Regions from separate parts of the Mus musculus genome. Here region 1 is linked to region 2. The links are chromatin contacts, called in public Micro-C maps. All regions are on one chromosome and are shown on one strand. The core of a region is the stretch at or near the end of the contact, and the rest is flanking DNA. Distances in the headings are between cores, read along the strand shown. Region 1 overlaps Pacs2 (phosphofurin acidic cluster sorting protein 2). Region 2 holds the start of Mta1 (metastasis associated 1).

Region 1 (5,345 bases), core at 9-2,508, 39 kb after region 2:
AAACCCCACCCACCCTGCTCCTTATCAGAGAGACTCCATGAGGGCCAGGGTCTGATAGCAAGGCTAGGACACAGCCCTCCACCTGAGATACCTGGCCAATATCCACAGAGTGAACAAGGATCACCAGGCAGCCTGGTGGCTCCTGGGGGTGGTATACATGTTTTCAGAGTATGAGAACACAAACCCCATGTGCAGGTCTGTACATCTGAATCAGCTGCACACGACAGGTGGATGAATGTCCCCCTGCCCCCATGCCTGCTTACAAGGGCCACCGTGTCAGAGACGCTGTCGCTGAGCTGCTGCTTGCCTCCCAGGGATCGCGTCTTCTCAGGTACATCAGCCTAGGGGTGAAGAGACAGGAACTGGCTTATGCTGTGGAACCAGGATGTCTACTTCTGGATGGGAGGAAGCCCAGGGAGACTAGCTGCGAATTTCACAGACTGTGAGCTCAGGATTACATTAGAAGATGCACCTGCTACTGGGCAGAACCCTGAGCCCAGGATACTTCAGCTAGGTACACACTGGCTAGCTATTCAGGACTCATGGGGAGGAAGGATGAGGGTGCCAGCCAGGTCCAAGGGTCTCACACTGCATAGAATGGCCTACTCACCGGGCTTGGAGGCTCCCTGTGGCTCCGGGCACTGTGGATGCTCCCTATCTCTGTCTGTGAGCTGGAGTGAGACAGGCCTTCGAAGTAAGGCCTGGATGAAGAAAGGAGTAGATATTAATTCCCTAGATCCCTCCCTATACACTGAGAATGAGGTTCAATGCCCCCCCCCACCCCCCACACAGCAGGGCAAGCAGCATGGACCTCAGCAACAGAAGAGAGCAACATCCAAAGACACAGTGAGGAAGAACTGTGTAACTAAATGCCTGCTACTGAGGGAACGTTACACTATGATAGGATTCTGCAGTGACAACTCCAGGTGGCATAGCTCCTGCACTGTCTATGAAGTCAGCAGCAGAGAATGTGTCCCAGGGCTGCTGAGATGACTCAGTGAGTAAAAGCGCCTGCTGCTAACCCTTAAGACTTGAGTTTGAACCTTGGGACCCACGCAGTGGGGAGGGGAGAAGTAATCCTAGCAATTTGTCCTCTGACCTTCATTCTTGTGCTGTGGCACACACGTGCCACCTCCCACATTAAAATGTAATTTAAAACAAGAAGAAAACACCATCTGCTTGTGTTGCTCACCCCAGGTAGGCAGTCAACACCACACAGTGAGTGGTTGTCAGCAGTGGATGCCCCTTGTGGTTTGAAAAGGTGTGGCCTTCATAAACTCATGTGTTTGAATGCTTGGCCCACAGGGAGTGGCACTATCAGGAAGTGTGGCCTTGTTGGAGGAAGTGTGTCACTGTGGGGACAGGTTTTGAGGTCTCCTATGCTCAAGCTCCACCCAATGCAGACCCAGGCTCCTGCAGAACTTTCAGCTCCTTCTCCAGCACAGTGCTGCCATGCTCCCTGCCGGGACAATAATGGACTAAACCTCTGAGATTTTAAGCCAATCCCAAGGAAATGTTTTCCTTTTATAAGACTTGCTGTGGTCACGGTATCTCTCTTCGCAGCAATGAAACCCTAACTGATACCCGAGTTGAGAACCGAGATCTACAACCAGACTACAGGAAACAGAAGAACATTTTCAACAGCACAAGGTTATCATGGGCAGGTCCAGAACAACTAAGTCATCCAAGACACATTCAGACTGCTCCAGACCAACACACGGGACTCGACACCAAGCCTGAGAAAGCCATTTCAGACTAATCCAGAACAGACATGACTCTGGATCAGCCAGGGTAACTCCTGACACTCAGATCAACCTGGATGAATGTACCTGTCTTCAGCAAATAAGTGTGAGTGAAGAAAGAGGAGATGAGGACAGCAGAAACCCAAGAGATGTTATAGAACTCAGGTTAAAATAGCTGGCAGGATTTCTGCTGGTCCATGTGGGTGAGAAGGCTACGCAGAGACCTGCAAATGTGGGGTGCCATTTGTGACTACTTAGGATCAGGGTGCCACAGTGATCACACATTGCTCCAGAACTACAGGTATTAGCTGGCCAGGGATTACGCCAACACAATGTCATAGGGCTCATGATGGGAAGGATCTGGACTCTGTGGGTGAGCCCAAGGTGACCCAGCAGAGGTCACACTACAGCAGAGGACACACTCAAGCCTAAAATGAGGCAGGAAGGTGCAGTGCTGAGACAGGGGGACTGAGGTAGAGGAGCCCAGCAAGGAGCTTGCTTGACCTAGAGAACACCCCCCAAACCAGCAGTGAACCCCTGACTGAGCCCAGCAAGGCGCAGGTAGGAAAAGAAGCTGAGGCCGGAGGATGCCACCCCAGAACCAGAAACATAATAGGCGTTAGAGTTTGTTTTCTGAAACAATGTCTCATTATTCTGTAGTCTAAACTGCCCTTAAACTCAGCTATTTAAGCTTTGCAATGCCAAGTTTCCTAAATGCTGAGACTACAGGCATGAGAAACCAAGTCCAGCAGTAATGAATAAAGTGTCATCACTGAGAGTTATGGTTAATTAACTGCAAGACACAAGAAATCCAAATTTCTTGTGTGTGCTTCTCAGTACTGTCCTGGTTAAAAACTTAAAAATCAAGTATCTTTAATTTTTTTGAAATCCTGAGTCTCTCTGTCCTCAATAACTACACCAAGACTGAAGTCTACACACTGTCCTGAGGGCTTAGCCTCTCTAGGCCCCACATAGCCACAGTACATGTATGCAGACTAGCCTGTTTTCTTTTTCTCTTTCTGCCCTAGGCTAGGCTTGCCCATCTGTCCTCCCAGCCAAACCAAGGAGGAGCACCGGATGGGGCTTCTCTCTGCTGCTTGTGACAGTAGGGCCCTCTAGTTTCTAGTATACCTCAGGGCTGTTGGCGGGGAGGGGGGAATGGAGAGGGACAGTCTAGGCCCTTCATTCTTCTGCAGTCTGCTGCAGGGACCAAGCTCTGACCTCACAGAGCCCCTTCCAGCTCAAGCCCTTTCCCTGATGCTCCCTCCCTCCCTGCCTCCAGATGGCTCTGCTTGTCTCTAGTTCCTAATGGACACGCAAGCACTGTGTTCCATTTGCACGGTTACCACTCACCCCGAGAAATACTCTGCCTGTGGAAAGATGCCAGACCTAGCTCCAATGGGTCAGTAGTTATGCCCTTCCACACCTATCTTTCTACAAAGGCATCCTTTGTTTCTGGCCACAGGGAAAAGCTACCTGGCTCTGTCTACCCACTAAACTTGGACTCACTCCATCCTACCTCCTCTCAGGATGTCCTGGTCTACCCTTCGAGAGCTGTCCAAGCACGTGGTGCCCCAAGGTGAAACATGGGTCATAACAAACGGTCAGCCCAAACCAACTCAGACCATTCTAGAACAAGACTATCAGGCAGCTCAGAATCCTTGTCTAGGCTCAGGCTTATTAGACTTGGCAGTTTCAACGTGGTAGAGCTTACCTGAGCTTGGGCTTGGGGGTGCTAAGGACACTGTCATCGTCATCCATGTCAGGGCCACTGTCGCTGGGGTTCTCCACATCCAGCGTGTCATAGAGAAGATCCAGGTCCTCCTCCACCTCGGGAACATGTTCTGCAGGGTCCTGCTCCGAATCCAAGACCTAAAGCGATGGATGCTGACATATATGAGAGCCCACAGAGACCTGTGCCACTACTTGGCTCACAAAGCGGGGTGTGCAGGAACACGAGCAGGAGGGCAAACAGTGCCACACACGCTCACTTGACAAAACATCCTACTGTTTGCTTTTCGTCTCTCTCTCCTCCTCTCTCTCTGAGTAGTCACAGGACAGAAGTTGATATCAAATATCTCCCTCTTTCTGCATTGCTGTTTGAGACAGACTTCTCCCACTGAACCATAGTGAGCTGTCAGCCGCACTCGCTGGACGACAAGCCCCAGCGATCCTCCTGTCTCCTACTCCAGCACTGTGGTTACACATGTGCACAGCTGCACCCACTTCTAAGTCCCCACGCTTGTGTGGGGACACCACTCACTGAGCATCCATTTCCCAATACCTGTCCACGCCTCTAATCTAGGAACTGGGTCACCTCAGAGACCTCAAGTCACATCATCGTGTGATTACCCTTCAATAGCTTGGCAAGGATGTGTCTAGAACACAATGTTCACACTTTGTAAAACACAGAGATAGCCGAACTTGGACAGCACACGAGGTCCTGACCCCTCAACCAAGATACGAAGTTCTTCTCTCCCGGAAGTCTTCTGGGCCTGGCAGAGCCACATTATATTTCCCCAGGCAAACTCTGATCAGAGATGGTGTCAGAGTGTCTACCAAGAGAAACTTGTGAGCACCGTGTTAGAGAGCCTCCAGTAAGTGACTCAGGAAAGAGGGTGAACTCTCCTGAGGATCAGTAACCACTGAGAAAGAGCTATGAGGAGTGGCTCCTCCTGTCCTTCCCATGAGGATGAAGACTGTCCTTGAAGAACAGGACTTCCCCAGACTCTCAATCTGCTGAGCCCTGATCTTGGACTTGCAGCCTGCAGACCCACGAGCCAGACACACTGGCTGTTGCATTACACATCCTGAGATGATTATCTACAGCTTAAACCAGCACAGAGTGGCAGAGAGCTACTGTATGCAGCAATACAACAGCAACAGAACAGGATGCTGGTAAAAAACAGAGCAGAACCCAAAGGTAAAAGTGTGGTTCTGGGAAAGACAGGTCACCTATGACAAAGCAGGAAAGCTGGGTGGATCTACAGGTAGATAGATCCAGGTGTTTTATGTAACGTAAGTAATAACACAGGGTATCTGGCAAAATAAACCTCCAATTTAGAGGGAGCCACGTGAACTCTCTTGACAGTTCACAATGATGTGCAAGGGGGAAAATGAGATAGAAATCAAGAGAAATGAACTTTAAAGATTCTGAAAAGTCCCAGTCAGACCAGGTTATAAAGAATCAAAGAAGGAGCTGGGGAGATGCCCAGCGGTTTATAGTGTGCACTGCTCTCACAGAGAACCAGAGTTAAGTTCCCAGCTCCCAAGAGAGGTAGTTCAAAGCTCTTTAACTCCAGCTTCAGGAAATCCAATGCCCATTTCTGCCTTCTGTGGGCACTGCAAGGCAACTGCACAAGCCACCCCTACCCCCCAGATGTCCATATGTACATACAATTAAAAATAAAGTATTTTTAAAAGTTCAAGTTTGGAGAGACTGGTAATGGCTAGAGGGAGCAAGGGACTGCTCAACAGGACAGAGGTGACCCCAAGATGCTTCCCTGCTGAGGACCTGAGGCCGCAGGTTCCAGTGGCTGCCCCTCAGCCTCAGAGCTGTCTTCACAGGGCCCAGGCAGCAGAACAATCCCACACATGGCCCAG
Region 2 (5,345 bases), core at 2,367-4,866:
ATGATGATATAAATGAAAACCCAAGGTAGGAAACCAAGAGGCTGGCTCTGGGCATAGGAAACACCACACAAGTCAGGGCAGGGGCAGCTGTGATGTGTCTGTGGCCTGCAGGCTGTTGCTTCCTGTAACGTTCCACAAGCACAAAGCCACTCAAAAGAATACGGGTTAAACTTCTCGCGGTGAGAGGAAAAAAATACTGCAAAGGGAATGGCCATAGCCCTTCAATTAAAGACAAAAAGCTCCCACGTAGCCAGGTGGAGGTGGTGCACGCCTTTAATCCCAGCACTTGGGAGGCAGAGGCAGGTGGATTTCTGAGTTTGAGGCCAGCCTGGTCTACAAAGTGAGTTCCAAAAAAACCAAAAGAAAAAAAAAAAAAAAAAAGCTCCCACGTAGAAGCAGCTGTGACGTGGGGAGACTCAAAGCAATCTCTGTTCCTCTGTTCAAAAATGCCACCTAATTTTACAACAGACACACAGGTAAGAAACACAGGTGCCTGCCCTAGGATGTCCTCAGCCTTAATCCAAGCTCTCAGTAGGGACAGCCTCTCAAACCCTCACCCAACACCCACCCCTGCTCTCAGGCGCTGGCAGGAGCCTGGCAAGCCCACCTCTTAAGATGCAGTCTATCTTTCCACCCTGGCTGACCTCTTGGCCCAAGTGTTCTGGGGCTCCTGCAACCTCCTCCCCCATACTTTCACCGGCCTAACCCACCCTAACACGTCTTCCAGACAAGCTTGCCAGGGAGTACAGGACGCCCAAACATTGTGCTGCAAATCCCAATCTTTCCTGTCCACATGCCTTCACAGTTGGGACACTGGGGCAAGGCAGTTTTCCTGAAACTTAAACCTGACACGTGTGCCAAGAAGGGGGTGGGGTGGGGGCAGAGATACCCCAACCTAGGTCTCCACCAGCCACTATTCAGAACACATTTCCCAGGGGGCCAGAGCCCAGACAACAGACTGAACCAAGGCCTGCTCAGGGAGCCACAGTGTGTCCTCTCTCATCTGGGGGCCTGAGAATCTGGCAAGCAGTGACTGGGGCAGGAAGCCAACAGCCACCACCCAGAGCACCATTGCAAGGCCGTGCTGGGGCTCCCAGGATGGCACTAGAGTTCCCTATCCAAAAAGTCCTTTAGGGGCTGACCCTTCACCTGCCATGGATACCCTCTGGGGACCACTACCCTGCAAAGCACTACAGGCAATACAGATGGTACCCCAGACCACGCTTGGCAGCCAACATATACATAGGAACACAGACCTATCCCTACTCCTTAGTCATACATACTTGCTTGACACACAGGCTCAGGGTCCAGCCACCTATCCTCATGGGGCCTCAGACACTCCAGGATACCAGCTATGTCCTGGAGGAGCAGATATAGGACACAGGATGAAAACAGGGATGGATCTCTAGCCACGCCGTGGGGAAACAGGTACAGATGAGCCAGTCTAGGACCTCACCAGATTGCTAGGGCCTTGGCTATAGCCCCTCCGCCAGGCAGGCAGCTGTGGGACTCTTGGAAACGGGCTGAGACCTCAGTGCCCTGCAGACCACCTTCCACGCTCTCACCACCTCCCACTGCCTGAGTCAGATGCAGGAGCCCAGACCTTCACTCTTTTGCTATTTATTCATGCTATTTATTCATTTCTTCAGCATATGACATGCCATCATGGGCCAGAAACCATGAGAACCAGGAGGGGTGGGGGGTGGAGGTGGCCCAGGGGTCAGGGTCATACAGGAGTGGTGATGGGTGTTTCAGGGTGGTCTTCCACTCCAGCACACTCTCAGCAGAGCCCAGTTTTGCTAGTGGGGGAAGAGATTCATCCACATTTAGTCTGTGACCAGGAGGAGGGGCTCCAAGTCCAGATAGAGAGCAGGGTCAGGGACCAGGATAATGGGAGCCTTTCACGGGCAAAGGAGAACCTCTGAAATGAGGGAACTAGAGGTAGAACCCGAGGAAGCAGCAGCCATATCAGCAGGAACCATGGTGAACAGGAAGGGGGATCCTTGCAAAAATGGTTCACTGGGCAGAATAAGGGGCAACACCTGGAAGGGGGCCCCCTGGGGAGCCAGGAGCTAGCCTCTGCCCTGGAAAGCAGGCCAGTAAGCCTATAGCATCCAGTGACCTGGCCCACTCCCTCTGGGGCTGGCAAGGCTGAATCCTCACAGACCAGCCCCTCCTCATATGACCCCAGGCTGTATGACCTGTGGCAGGTCCTGGCAGAGAGCAAAGGTGTGAGATCAGGGATTCCCTGAGAGGCCCCTGCTGTGGGAGGCCTGCTGTGGGAGGATGAGCCATCCGTGTGGAGATAGCTGCACCCCTGTGCCCCAAGCCACAGAACTGAGCTGGCTGGGTCCCGCTGGTGTGAGATGGAAGGAAATGACCTAGGCACTCAGGGGTCGGGGTCTTCCGTAGGAGTGGTTGATGGGTGTTTCGGGGTGGTCTTGCACTCAAGCACACTCTCACAGCAAAGCCCAAGTTTGCTAGTGGGGGACAGCAGCAGACTCATCCACATTTAGGCTGTGACCAGGAGGGTCTCCAAGTCCAGAGAGAGAGCAGAAGAAGGCTATGGGATAACTATAAGGGTCAGCATGGCCTGGATGTGTGCAAGGCCATTCCGGAGTATCCTGGTCACACACACACATACACAAACTGGGCAAAGGGCTTCTTCCCAGGGCCCAACAACTGGGGGACCAGCCCGGGCAGACAGGCTCTCATGGCCCCAGGTCAGTAGGGACCTCTGGCCTTCCAAAGGCCAGGAAAGTGCCTCCTTGCTAGGCAGGGGTGAGCAGTAAGGCAGAGAAAAGTTTGGGGTGATTCAGACCTGCACTTGGGATGTAGGCCCCCTGCTGTAGCCAACCCTCCCCCCCAGGAATCCCTGCTAAGGAAAGCCCTCGGCTGGGACGGGCTCGTGGCCCCTGCAACAGGACTCACGGTGCCTGCACACCTAGCGGGCCCTGCACGGCCCCCTGAGGAGACCGCTTGCCCCCCAGACCCCGAAACTCCTGCTCGCGGGACCGCAGCCAGAGCTCCAGAGGCACGTGCTCCTGCTCAGGGGCTCCGGCCCGGACCCAGGCCCAGGCCTCCCGCCGCCGGGCCCGCCGGCCCCCGGGATGCCCTGGCCACCCTGGCCACTCGCCGCTACTCCGCCTGCGTCCCGCGGGCCACCCCCGGTCCCCAACAGGTGGGCATAGCCCCCTCCCAGCGCCGCTCGGCGCCCCGCGCGCGCGCGCCCCGGCACCGGCAGCCCAGGGGCCATTTTGGGCCGGGACGAGCACCGGAGACCAGAACCGAGCCTCGCGGGCGGGGCGCGAGCGCGACGGGGGCGGGACGGGGGGGAGGGGCGCGGGCCGCGCGCGAGGGCGGCGTGGGGGAGGCGCGGAGGCCGCGGCGGGGCCGGGAGGCGCGGGCGGTGGGCCCGCGGCGCATAAAGGCCGTGGCGGGGCCTTACCTCCGACCCTGTACATGTTGGCGGCCATGTCCGGGCCGGCGGCGGGGCCGCGGGGCGCGGGGCGCGAGCGCGGGCGGCGGGCCGGGCGCGGGCCGGGGCGGGGGCGGGCGCGGGGGCGCCGGCGGGCGGTTTAAAGGGACCGCGCTGCTCCGCCGCCGCCGCCGCCGCCGCCTCCGAGGCCGCCGAGGCCGCGCAGGGACGGGAGGGCCGCGGCGCGGGCGGGAGAGGAAGAGGAGGAGCGGCCGCGGGCGGCGGGGAGGGGCCTCGGGCGCCGCCGCCCACCGCGCGGGCCGTTACCCGACCCCGCGCCGCGCCGGCCCGCGTGCCCCTGGCCGAGTGGCCCTTCTGAGCCCTTAGCTCGCCTGGTCCTCGGCATCCCCGGATCGCCCTCCCACGACCCCTCCTGCCTGGCTCTCAGCATCCCCGGGTGGCCATCCGGAGCCCCACGCTTTCGTGGCCCTGGCATCCCGAGTGGCCCTCCTGCATCCTCTCCAAAGTGGTCCTCGGCATCCCTGGGTCAGCTGCTCATCCCTTGGAGGTCCTTCGAAGCCACTGCTGGAGTGGCCCTTGGCATCCCCAGGTGGTCCTCCTCGGCAGGCCCACACCCTGCGTCCCTGGGACGCACTCCTGCAACCCGCCTAGAGTGGCTGGCCCTCCACATCATTGATGGCCCTCCTGCGACCCCTCCGGAATGATACTTGGCATCCTCCAGTGGCACTCTCCAGGCCCACGCCCGCCTGGACCTCGGCACCCACTGGGTGGCCCTTCTTTAACCCTCAGTGGTCCTCGACATCCCTGGATGGCCCTCTTACATGGTCTTTCAGCTTACCTGGGAGGCTCTCCACGACCCCTCCCAAATGACTCGGGCATCCTCCAGTGGCACTCTCCAGCACTCTCCAGGCCCATTCCCTCCTGGCCCTCAGCACCCATTGGTGACCCTTTCCCTGCCCTCCCCCCACCCCCGCCAAGCTCCATGCTCACCTAGTCTTCAGCAACCCCAGGTCACCTCCAGAGACCTCTCACATACCTGACAAGGTGAGCCCTCCTAGGACTGGCTCCTTGGGAGTTTCTCACAAGGTTGCCTTGGGTCCTTCTATGTGAGCCCTTCCCTGCACCCCTGTGTAGGGATCCTTTCCAATTCTTGTAGGGGTCCTCAGTGTGTCCCCCATTGTCCAACCTCTTCAGTCACCCAGGAACATCATGACTATCCTTGAACAAGGCGGTCATGCTTGTTCCTGAAGTGCCAGGCCTCCCTCCGTGTACCTCCCTGCTCGCTTGGATTCCCTCCCACAAGCCCAAGCTGAAGCCAAGACCACATAAGCCGTGGGGCATTGCGGTGCTGAGGAAGGTGCCTCTTTGTGGCATCTGTGACTAAGGGCTTGCCTTTGCTTATCTAAGGTCTGTGAAGAGGGAGTTCTTAGACATTACCCCAAGGCCAGAGGACAAAAGGTTGTGTCCCTGATGGGACTCCTGTCCCTGCCACAGTTGGGGCAGTGAAAAGGAGCTGACTGGGAGTTCTGGTTGAGTCTGAGCACGGCGGGTTACTTTGTCGGTGGAAGTCTATGGCCGCCAAGTCGGCGTCCTCTTTGAGGTGCATTCTGTGGAGTGGAGTAAATGGCGCTCAGGAAAGCATTGTGGGCCACGGTGAGGGTTAGGCGTGGGGGGGGGGGGCTCAGGGCTAATGCACTGTACATAACTAGGCAAGAAATCTGCATGACGCTTGGACCCATGGAAGGGTCTCAAGGCCTAGGCCACCTCCCTGAGCAATGAGAAGAAACATCACTCTGGTCTACATAGTGAATTCCAGGACAACCAGAGCTGCATAGACCCAGTCTCAAAACAAAAAGCTAACCAAATAACATCTAGGCAGTGGTCAGGGCAGAGGGCATAGACTTGA

What was found. Hi-C and Micro-C count contacts between places; a contact is called where the count stands out from the background.
Region 1: a Micro-C map of muscle stem cells shows a contact between it and region 2, with 3 times the contacts expected there. The contact joins the enhancer-like site here to the promoter of Mta1 in region 2. A contact is called at or near these places in 4 of 39 promoter capture datasets (the 3T3-L1 cell line, embryonic stem cells and frontonasal cranial neural crest), 1 of 15 datasets of contacts at CTCF or cohesin (CD8 T cells), 9 of 484 Hi-C or Micro-C datasets (CD4 T cells, CD8 T cells, bone marrow-derived macrophages and 6 more), 7 of 115 datasets of contacts at active chromatin or transcription factors (the 230-238 cell line, CD8 T cells, the SCID.adh cell line and 2 more) and 3 of 9 other capture datasets (adipose tissue, liver and pancreatic islet).

The regions. Positions count from the first base shown.
Region 1 is chr12:113,055,079-113,060,423 of GRCm38.p6, reverse strand. Pacs2 (phosphofurin acidic cluster sorting protein 2) reads right to left here. Exons shown (of 24, transcript NM_001081170.1): 9 at 3,457-3,614; 10 at 611-701; 11 at 264-341. Among named protein-coding and RNA genes, the nearest start is that of Tex22, 17 kb to the left of the region's middle. Within about 2 kb of position 1,258, at least 8 of the 459 cell types and tissues checked have an H3K27ac peak or open chromatin away from gene starts, as enhancers often do. A contact at or near this core is called in CD8 T cells and muscle stem cells, where this site is marked.
Region 2 is chr12:113,096,549-113,101,893 of GRCm38.p6, reverse strand. Mta1 (metastasis associated 1) reads right to left here and starts at 3,616. Exons shown (of 21, transcript NM_001364622.1): 1 at 3,449-3,616. The coding sequence starts at 3,476.